Linked DNA regions of Danio rerio: region 2 is linked to region 1. The links are chromatin contacts, called in public Hi-C maps. All regions are on one chromosome and are shown on one strand. Each heading gives the region's core, a stretch centred on a gene start, on an enhancer-like site or on the middle of the called end of the contact. The rest is flanking DNA. Distances are from core to core; before and after follow the strand shown.

The links. Hi-C and Micro-C count contacts between places; a contact is called where the count stands out from the background.
Region 2: a Hi-C map of hematopoietic stem cells shows a contact between it and region 1, with 2.6 times the contacts expected there. The contact joins the promoter of nucb2a here to the promoter of phf23b in region 1. A contact is called at or near these places in 2 of 18 Hi-C or Micro-C datasets (caudal fin and hematopoietic stem cells) and 1 of 4 datasets of contacts at active chromatin or transcription factors (embryo).

Annotation. Positions count from the first base shown.
Region 1 is chr7:26,646,971-26,652,139 of GRCz12tu, reverse strand. It overlaps phf23b (PHD finger protein 23b), which reads left to right and starts at 2,132. Exons shown (of 6, transcript NM_199844.1): 1 at 2,132-2,339; 2 at 2,413-2,618; 3 at 3,750-3,781; 4 at 3,865-3,957. The coding sequence starts at 2,591. hsbp1a (heat shock factor binding protein 1a) reads right to left here and starts at 237. Exons shown (of 4, transcript NM_001172634.2): 1 at 94-237. The coding sequence starts at 138.
Region 2 is chr7:27,038,815-27,043,983 of GRCz12tu, reverse strand. nucb2a (nucleobindin 2a) reads left to right here and starts at 3,198. Exons shown (of 13, transcript NM_201493.1): 1 at 3,198-3,302; 2 at 3,796-3,936; 3 at 4,160-4,267; 4 at 4,352-4,484; 5 at 5,070-5,169. The coding sequence starts at 3,796. It overlaps rps13 (ribosomal protein S13), which reads right to left and starts at 514. Exons shown (of 6, transcript NM_001002079.1): 1 at 482-514. The coding sequence starts at 504.

The DNA of each region.
Region 1 (5,169 bases), core at 883-3,382:
CGTTGTATTGACAAATAAAGTGAGCGTGACTGAATACTGGTCGACTGTAAGTGCACGACCTAGTAGGTCTATCAGTGAAAAGCAAATACTCACCACAACAGTAAGGTCCTGAGATGATTTTGGGTCCTTCTCGGACATTTCTTCTTTTTAGAAAAAAAAATGAGGAGCTGATAAATGCCTGTGTGGTCAGGAGCCTTGTCGAGGCAGTACTGTACTGTACTGTATAATGATGATGATGTATTGAAGGTGGAAACCGCCGTTGAAGCAGGAGCTGATTTCGTTGTTAGGGGTTTGGTCAGTGAAATAAAGTTAATGGAGCGTCTTTAGTATTTTCTGTTGTGTTCGTGTTCTTGTCCTACAGGGGGCGCTCGATGGCCCAGAAACAGTGGAACGTATTATGTAACCTAGGGCTGCACAATAGGCCTATATCGTTTCAGCACCTGTAGACAAACTATTGAAAGGGGTAGTTTTTTCTGTCAAAAGTAGACTTTTTTGCAGTTCTATGCCTCTTTTTCTATTAAACAATGAGGTTAAAATGCTGCATTTTAGTGATATTTTAAGAACTAAGCATTGCTGGATTAGCTTGTTGGATTGTGACCGCAGATTTTGATGTACCAAAATATTTCCTACGATTTTGTCAAAGTGCTTACAATACTATTTGACTTTGTAGTGAATATTTACAAATGTGCATTTAAGTTATTATATATAATTACAGTTTTATAAATAATGTTGAGATTAGCATACAATTTTTTATGAAGAAATATGAACATTTATTATAATCAATTTATCATCAATCAAAAGAAAAAAACAATTAAGAAACTTTGAATAATTAAACATTAAATTTGTTTTAAAGCCTTTTTCTATTGGTTATTTTCACAATTTTTAATGGCAAAGTAGTCAAAAATGAGACATTTGAGCTCAGGAAGGGGCCAAATTCTGGACTTTATCAGCCACCTCTGGCTACGGGCCTGAGCATCCATATCGCAATAGAATAATTCCCAATAGCTACATTTCAATTATATGCTATGTTGAGTATATAAAAAAGAAGACTATGTAGTATTTTTTTTACATTTGATAATTCAATTACTGTATACCTGAATACAGTTCGACTTCTCAGAAAACAATAAAATGGTTAATAAAATAAATAAATAAGATATGTTTAATTTTTATATTTTTCTTTATTGAATTTATGCTTGTGGATTGTTTATTATATATTATATTTAATGCACTCCCCTACATCATCCTAATCAATCTAAAATGATAAAATCTTTTCAAATAGTTACTCCACTCAACTTCGTGAAATTGTATTCATATCGCAATGATTATCGCAGAATAAAAAAATATTTAAGATTTTTAAATATCACGCAGTACTAATGTAACTGTATAACTATTTATTAGTCCAAAAATAGGAAATGAAGCCTATGTTTTAGTTCAGTAATGTATTTGGATTTATATATTTTTTTTGCGTTTGAAAAATAATCAAAATACTATTTTCAGAAAAATCAAAGCCACGAATCTAAACAAGTTGTGTTTTTCATTTGAGGCTGACGACTCAAAAAGCTTTTGTTTAAGTCTAGTTTTGGCACAGTGCCAGACATTTTCATTAGATTAAATTAATAATAAGATATTTATGTGTTCGGTTTGTCTAATATATTATATTCTTTACATTTTAACTACTTATATTCTAAATATGGTGGATTTTGTGAGCCTTCTAGCGCCCACTTTCGAGTATTATCAGGTAGTACCGCTACTCGTCTTTTTTTATTCTATTTGACTTGGGTTTAATGATAAAACACGTTAAACGTCATTGGCAACCGAAATGACCAGTCTGGGGTAGCCCGGTCCACTGACTAAAATGTTCGAGGATATGCATATAATGATTTTGGTATTTATAAATGGATTTAAATTAATTTAAACATATGGGGTACGCAAGGAGAAAATAAAAACCTTACGAGTAGGAACAGATAAACTCAACTTCCCGTGAGCACAACAGACCTACGACTGGCGCAATGAATCATGGTTATTGAAGTTTGCTTGTCGATGTATTCAGCAGTTAAAGTCATTGTTTGAACTACATGTCCCATTGACTATTGGAAAGCAAATTTTTACATCGCAGCGGCAATTTCACCGCAAGGGGTTTCTGGAGTCAGTTGACATCGTCGACTTTAGTGAGGCGCGCCGGAGGCGACACGCAGACGTAATTACTTTGGTGTTTTCACCACTTTCGTCGAAAAAGGATAACAACGCCAACATAGAGTCTACATTACCATCATTCGCTGCAAAATCATGTTGGATCCCTGGTTTTATCGTTGGTTCTTTTTTGCTTGGTGGTCCGTTAGGTAATTGAACTGCCAGCTGGATTATTTTGCAACACTGCTTGCTGGCCAAAATTAAGTTAATTGATCTTTCCAGGGACTCGAGATACAGCGATATTCCATCGGATCTGTTTGTAAAATCGTCGTTTAAGTGACTCCGATGCCCAGCTAATAGACTGTAGCTGGACAGCCGGGGCTTGCTGCGCCCAAGCCGGGCGAAGAGATTGACGCTGCTCGGTGTCATCCAACTGAAGAGGATCGAGTTTAAGGCGACAATGCTTGAAATAATGTCCGAGCACCAAGGTAAGGCAACTCATAGATTTTTAAATATTCAAACTTTAACACTGTTAAGGTAGGCAACACCCATCACGTCCAGTTTTAGCAGAGTCAGCTAGCCTGTTAACTTAACGTTAGAAGCTTTACGCTGCAGTAACTTTGCATACTTCTTACTTTAGCAGGCTGATTTTTCTGATAAACCCAATTCAATTTCAATCGCTTTGTGATGTTTGTTAGTGGTGATGAAGGTTTTTCTGCACTGACGAGCTGCTTCGTAAAAGGATTAGCCGAGTTGCTATCTTGTCCAATGGAGATAAATTACCCAAGTTGTTTTTAACCTTTCGTTAAGCTGTAACTCATAAATGATAAAGAAAATCCCCCCTGATATCCAACCTCTGCTTTCTGTTCAAATGATTTAATGGGCACGTTTACAAAACCGCAGTTACGCAGCGTTGCGCATTTTCTCTTTGCTAAGTAAACCAGCTCTATTTTCAGTTAGTTGCACTAATGATCGTTTTAATCGAGTGCCAGTTTCATAGTCGTATTAATACACGATTAGAATGTTCCAATGACATTTACAATGCCATTAAAGACATAATGCTGTCTTCAAATACAGGTCGCTGCTTAGCATAGTAGCATTTCGCCGCCTGACTGTAACTCTTTTGTTTTGCCGCGGTTAATGTCTTGTCGTCGGTGTCGCTAATGTTAATTGCATTGATTTAGTCGTTTTTAAAATATTAAATCGGCTATATCTGCTTTAGAAGACTTCCTAATCCAGCCAAGTTGTCTTGTGGTGCTTCGACGCCGTGAATAGGGCTTAAGTCACATGCTGCTGCGTCCTCTCGCATTCACCACAGCTTTAGCTTAGTGTTTTTGCTTCTAAATTTGTTTAGTTTTCCCCACAACTAAAGTCTCTCAAACCGTGTGGTTGTTGGGATGTAAAATGGTGTCCTGCGCACTAGAATTTTACGCCTCAATCAACAGGGTGTCGCGAGGAACAGCAAAGTTACGTTAGCGAATTAGCTTGCCGCCGAAACTCGCATTTACTAGGTTTGTACAACAAAAGCTGCACGAACTGTCTCCAGGTGTGTTTTTGGTTAAAGTAGTTGTTTAGCAACGAATTAACTGTATTCTTTGCTTATCTTTTTCATTGCATAGATTCATTACTGAAGTGCAAAGCAGAGACTCTGGTAAGTCAAACAAGGAAATTAGATGTTCCTCCTACAGATGGCAGTGCTTGTCCAAAATACTAATATGTGATGTTCATGTCCAGCCATCAGAGAGAAGAAAGAGGACAGTGGAGGACTTCAACAAGTTTTGCAGTTTTGTTCTTGCCTATGCCAATTACATCCCATCTCAAAAGGAGGTAAGAATGGAGCAAGTTTAGGTGTGATTATTATTTTTTTTTTTAACTGCTTGCAATGTTTATTTTACCTGAGACTGCATCTTTTGGCACCTATTTCAGGGCATGGAGCTTGTATTAATGTCTAAGTAGAGCCCAAATGGTACTATATTTTTCTGATAACAATAACTTAAGCTGGAAATTGGCTAATTGCTGAGTACATGTAAATCTGTAATTAAAAATCCTGCTGAACTCTCCTACAAAATTAATAAATCAACAATAAACACATTTTTTTGTGTTTTTAAAAAAAAAAAAGTTTTTTCTGTGTCATTTACTTGTGCTCACAGATAAACACTAGACCTGCACAGTTTTTTTGGTAACTTTACATTGCTCTTACATTTCTTATGCAAATCAATTTAAGCTTAACTGTCATTTCACTTCAGGTGTGGACATACAGAGAAATAAAATGTAGTGTCTTGCAGGACCACAGTGCAACATAAATAATCAAGAATATGAAAACAACACTGGACAGAAGAGCCATTCTAAACCTGTACACAACTAACATATCAGAGTGGCAATTTAACTATACGTATACATATCTAATGCATTTTATTTTGTGAGGACAAGGAAGCACAAAAAAGCTCCAAATCCAAGCAATAACTGCTGCCAGGCTTACGCTCTGTCCACACAAACTTGGATATTTTAAACTACTGCTTTTTCTACGCAGTTTGACCAGTCATTCTCACGCAAATGTAGTATCGAGTGACAAACAAAATGTTATGGAAACTCCAGCCAGGGTGAAGAGTTTCAGAAACTATGGTTCTACAGTGTTGTCGTGTCCAAATGAAACTGGAGTTTTGTCTCATGACCTCAACGTGCACACTGTTTTCTCATTTGGTTGACATCAGATTGTGCACTGATTTATCCTTTTGTAGGCTTAGTGTTATATCGCCACCTATTGTTTTGGCATGGTCTTGGCAATGCATCATAGTGTGTTTATGAGTCTTAATGTTTATTTATTACATTTTATTTTATTATATCATATTATATTGTTTAATAAGAAGAACTGAGAACTGTTTATAAAATATCTGTGTTTGTGTAGACATGTCCTGCTGCTGATTTCAATGTAAACACAACGGGAACACTTTTCTCATTACTCGTTTTAGTTTACTAGCAGGATGTTTTTCGCTTGTTTTTTTTGCAAGGAAGTTGCAACTACATTAGACATTTTAGCTA
Region 2 (5,169 bases), core at 1,949-4,448, 390 kb before region 1:
AAACTAAGACAAGCATATACACGTACAAGTTACAACTTCAAGAACAAAGGGGAAAAAGAACAGGGTAAAAAAATTAACATTAGTGTAGATTTAGATACTTCTACAAATAATTGATTTTAACGTTAAATGTATGAGGTCTGACCAGCCCGAACCGACAAACACATCTGGCAAATAAACATGCGTTATGTAAATCTGAGCGACAAAATACCCAAACCGTTAAAACACAGACCCAACGTCATTATTAACAGAACCATTACTAAGAGTTTCTCTGATGTGTTCATCCTGCAGCGCCTCGTACATGTGCTGCCATCACGCTCCACAGAGGAAGAGAACGTGGGATCACTCTGACTGCTCAAAAACGCTTTTCTAGTTCCGATTAAATAACAATTCCGGGTTCGATCTATGTTCTAAAGTGTTAACGGCGTTTTAGGACAGTGTTGAGAATAAATAAAGGTGTTTTTAGTGTAAAATAAACATTTACCCAGGAGCGTGCATACGACCCATGATGGCGGTTTTAAGAGCGAGGAAAGAGAAAGACCGAGGTAAGGCCGAGAGGAAGTGAAGTAGGGCGCCGGAAGTGATGTTAAAAATAACTTCCTGTCTGTTGATTTCATATATTTCTAAGATTTTTCTTTAACATTAATTAATTCATGTATTTCTTCTATGTTGTTTATTAAATTTAACATTACAATTGTCTTTTTTATTTTGTGCTTTTCATATGCATGCAGATGTACCGCAAAATGTTTATATATTAGGCTATAAACATTATTTATTCGGATTTATTGTTGTTTTGCACATTTATTTATTTACGTATTTATTTTCATCTTACATTTCAGGGTTTTTTTCAGGGGGGAGGATATACGGATCTCTCTCTCTCTCTCACACAAACACAGTCCCACACACACGCGCGCGCGCGCTAAATTGGCCATAGTGTGTGTGTGAATGAGAGTGTTTGGGTGTTTCCTAGTAATGGGTTGCAGCTGGAAGGGCATCTGCTTCGTAAAACATATGCAGTATAAGTTGGCGGTTCATTCCGCTGTGGCGAACCCTCCTTAATAAAGGAACTAAGCCAAAATGATTGAATGAATGAATGAATGATTCAGGGATCCTTGTCTCTCATTTTAAGCCATTGTATTTTGATTTAGCAAGATTTTTTGTTTTGTTAATTGTCCTGGTTATTTTGTGCTTTAATTGTCTTCTTATTAAAAAAAACTTTTTCTCAAATCCACCAACTGGTGGCGCTCCAGGAAAACCTGGCTGATGTAAGCATGACTGCAAAAGTATAAAAGGCTGTAGAAATATAGAATGAACAGATAAAACAGCTCCACCCAACAGTATTCCCAACTGGGCGGAGCATAGCACCTCTAGGTGTGTGTGTGTGTACAGTGCAAATTGCATTGTGTATTAAACAAACTGTAATATGTTCTACTTTTGAACATTGGCCAGGATGGACCAATATTAGAAAATTGTGTAGGCTACCAGATATCACAATTAAATGGATAGACAGTTCACCCAAAAATGAAAACTCTTGTCATCATTTACTCATCCTTTATTTGTTCAAAACCGGTTTGAGTTTTTTTTCTTCTGCTGAACACAAGATATATAGTGAATGGTAGTTGTGTTATGTCATATTTTCAGACAAGCTTGAGAGTTGAATATAAACCAATGCAAATTACTACAGAAAAGGCCAATAGTGTCTGACAAGCTGAAAATATGCATTCCATGTTATTCTGGATATTAGATATATTCTTAATATTCTAAAATAAAGCTAAAAAAGCTGAACACATGAAGAGGATGCTATAAAATAAGTGAACTAACTTATCTATATAGTAACAGCGTACCAACGAGCTGTCTCTAGAAAACATTTCCAGATATGATTTTCTTCGTTATTTGTAATGTGAGTGCTTACAGTTTATTGCATGTGAGTGAATATAATATAATAAACATAGAGAAATCAATGGGTGCAGCTTTCCATGCCCCAAATTTCCAGAATACATTGTGCTGTAAAGACATATTCTTAGTTTTCATTACCGAAGAATGTGGGGGGGAAACAGTGAATGACATTTTAAGTATTTTTGTTCCTGGAAACTTTTTTCCAACATTCTTATATATTGTTTTGTTTTTAACTTCTGTGTAATGTTACATTTTAAAAATGTTTACCTCTTTCCAACAGGAAAACCAATTAACAAACAAGAATGCATGATTATGTGGTCAGGGGGGGGCAGACTTAACCAATAAGCAGGGTAAGCAGTTGCTTAGGGCTGAATTAAGGAGCCCCAACCAATGCAGTCTATTAATTATACAGCTCTTTTATAATTATTCTATCATATGTTGTAAAATCTTTCTTTAACCATTAAGATTTTAATGTTATACCTTCTTTTCTAAACCCTCCTTTCTTCCAAGTGCACATGCAAATATAATTCACAAATCACAAGTACAGCTAATTAACTATAACTACATACACACAGTTTGTAAACTTGTTTTTTATTTGTGAATGTATTGTATTTAGTTTTACATTAAAAAGAATCCACTTAAAATATTTTAACATGCAGTTTACTCACTCAAAAAGGGAGAGTTTTGAGTTTAAATGCTAAGGCCCCATACCTGGAATTGCTTAGGGCCTGTATATGTCAACCCCTGTATATGGTGTCATGGCATAGCAATAAAAAATGTCATTATAATGGAAGTCAGCAGGGCAAAAACAGCTACTAACACAATGAGAGGGTAGTAAATTCGCCCAGTGTTAAAACATTAAGTTTTTTTTTATTATTTCAAAGCATTTTTTCAAAATATGTGTCTAAATAAGTTGTCACCAAAAATCATTCTATTTGCTGAAACCGAGAAAGTAGGGGGCAAATTAAGAATGAATGAAAACAGGGTTAACGGGGTGTACAAGAGTTAACTGAAGAAAAAAATCATAAAAAGTTTGAAACCACTTATGTGTCAGTACATGGTGAGGAAATGTTGATTTTTGGGTGAACTATATCTCTTCAACAAGATTAACATTGAGTGTAAATATATAAAAGGAAGAGAATAGGGAGGACGTAGTGGATGATTCTAAGCCACCGAGCGCCCCCAAGAGGAAGTAATGTGACAGTGTCGTAAGAAACAACATCATTAAAGCCCAATGTTTCAGTTCAGATCTACTTGATCTACGTGGAGCTCTCTGCCTCCTCCTGCCGCTCTCTAGCTTTACTGAATCTGCCTCATCAGTCCAAGATAGCGGACAGTCAGGAAGCCAGCGGTAATGAAAGGAAGCAGAAAACACCCGAGATAGCTCGATATAAACCAAACCTGACAACGTAAGTGCTGCTATTTAATTATGAATAGCTCAAGATGGATTAACCCAAATAGAGCATCAACTTTTCACGTATAGACAGCGAGTGCCGCTATAACGCATGCAATAGACTTCAGTCAAAGGAAAGCTAAAGAAATTAGCTTCTATGTATCGATATCACACCATGTTTCTGTAATACTATAATTTAGCATAAACAAACGTAAATATTTAGAGTATCCCTTTAAAATAGTGGCCCGTTAATGGCCTGTAATGTTGTTTATCCCTAGTAACGGATTTATTGGAGAACTGATCTGCCAATCAGTGGCTGTGTTTCAGCCTAGTGAGCTGTTTACCTAAACAGTTTTTACTTTCGAACTAGGATGTCGAAAACATTTCAGCTCTAGCGTTAAGACCACCTAAAATGGTAATCAGCTAACGTTAACTAGGTCGTTATTTAATATGATAGAGCTGTCATCTCCCGTTTAATGTGTCATTTAAATATATGCCGACTTTTCCAGATGTCCTGTTTAAAGGGGCTCCTCACCAGCTGCCTTGTGTTGGCGAGTGTGCTCTCCTGGGCCCAAGCAGTGCCAATAAGTATAGATAAAACAAAGGTGAAGATCCCTGAGGAAACAGTCAAAGAGCCCCCTCAGAGTGTGGTAAGATATTTAATCAGTCGATTACATAACAGGCTCTGGCAGCGAGTAGTCTTGGAGTTCCAGGTTGTATTAATATGCGTGGTTATTTTTGTGTGGGCTATAAGCTCACACTTTTAAAAAAACATTTTCAGAAAAATACATCATTGTATGTTTGTTGTAAAAAATAAATGAATAAATACATTCGACAATGTATGTACTTATGGCTATTATTTCATATTTGTAGGACACTGGACTACATTATGACCGCTATCTCAGAGAAGTTATTGATTTCCTTGAAAAAGATCAACATTTCAGAGAAAAGCTCCACAACACAGACATGGAAGATATAAAGGTAAGAAGCAGCATGGCTTTATTTGTGTTGTTGTTTAATACAAAGGTCACGCAGAGCTAATCTGTTCATTCCTGCTGATTTTAGCAAGGGAAGTTGGCTAAAGAGCTCGACTTTGTCAGCCACCATGTGCGAAGCAAGCTGGATGAACTAAAAAGGCAAGAAGTCAGTCGCCTGAGAACCCTGATCAAGGCCAAGCAAGACATCGAAGGAGGAAACGGTAAGATTTAAAAGTAAATGTAAACAGTTTACAGTAAAAGTAAACTGAATTGAATGAACGCTTGGGGTAATTACACATAAATAATGTATAATAGCATATTAATAAATGAACAGAGGCCTTTACTGTGGCTCAGTGATTAGCACTGTAGCCTCAAGGCAAGAAGGTCACTGGTTTGAGTCCCGGCTGGGTCAGTTGGCATTTCTGTGTGGAGTTTGCATGTTTTCCCTCTCGTCACGTGGGTTTCCTCTGGGTGCTCCAGTTTCCCCCACAGTCCAAAAACATGTGCTATAAGTGAATTGCACAAACTAAATTGCTTTTAGTGTATGAGTGTGTGTGTGTGTGAATTAGTGTGTATGGATGTTTCCCAGTACGGGGTTGCAGCTGGACGACATCTGCTGCGTAAAACATATGCTGTAATAATTGGCGGTTCATTCCACTGTGGAGACCTCTGATAAATTGGATTAAGCTGAAGGAAAATGAATGAATGAATAAATGAACAGAACAATATATCACACTAATTAAATCAACACTGAGAGGGTCTTTATTTCTGATCGTTCTTTAAACAGAGTTCTTTCATTTTGTCAGATATTGCGGTGGATCACCAGGCGTTACTCAAACAGTTTGAATATCTGAACCACATGAATCCGCATACATTTGAGGTTGAGGATCTGGACAGACTCATCAA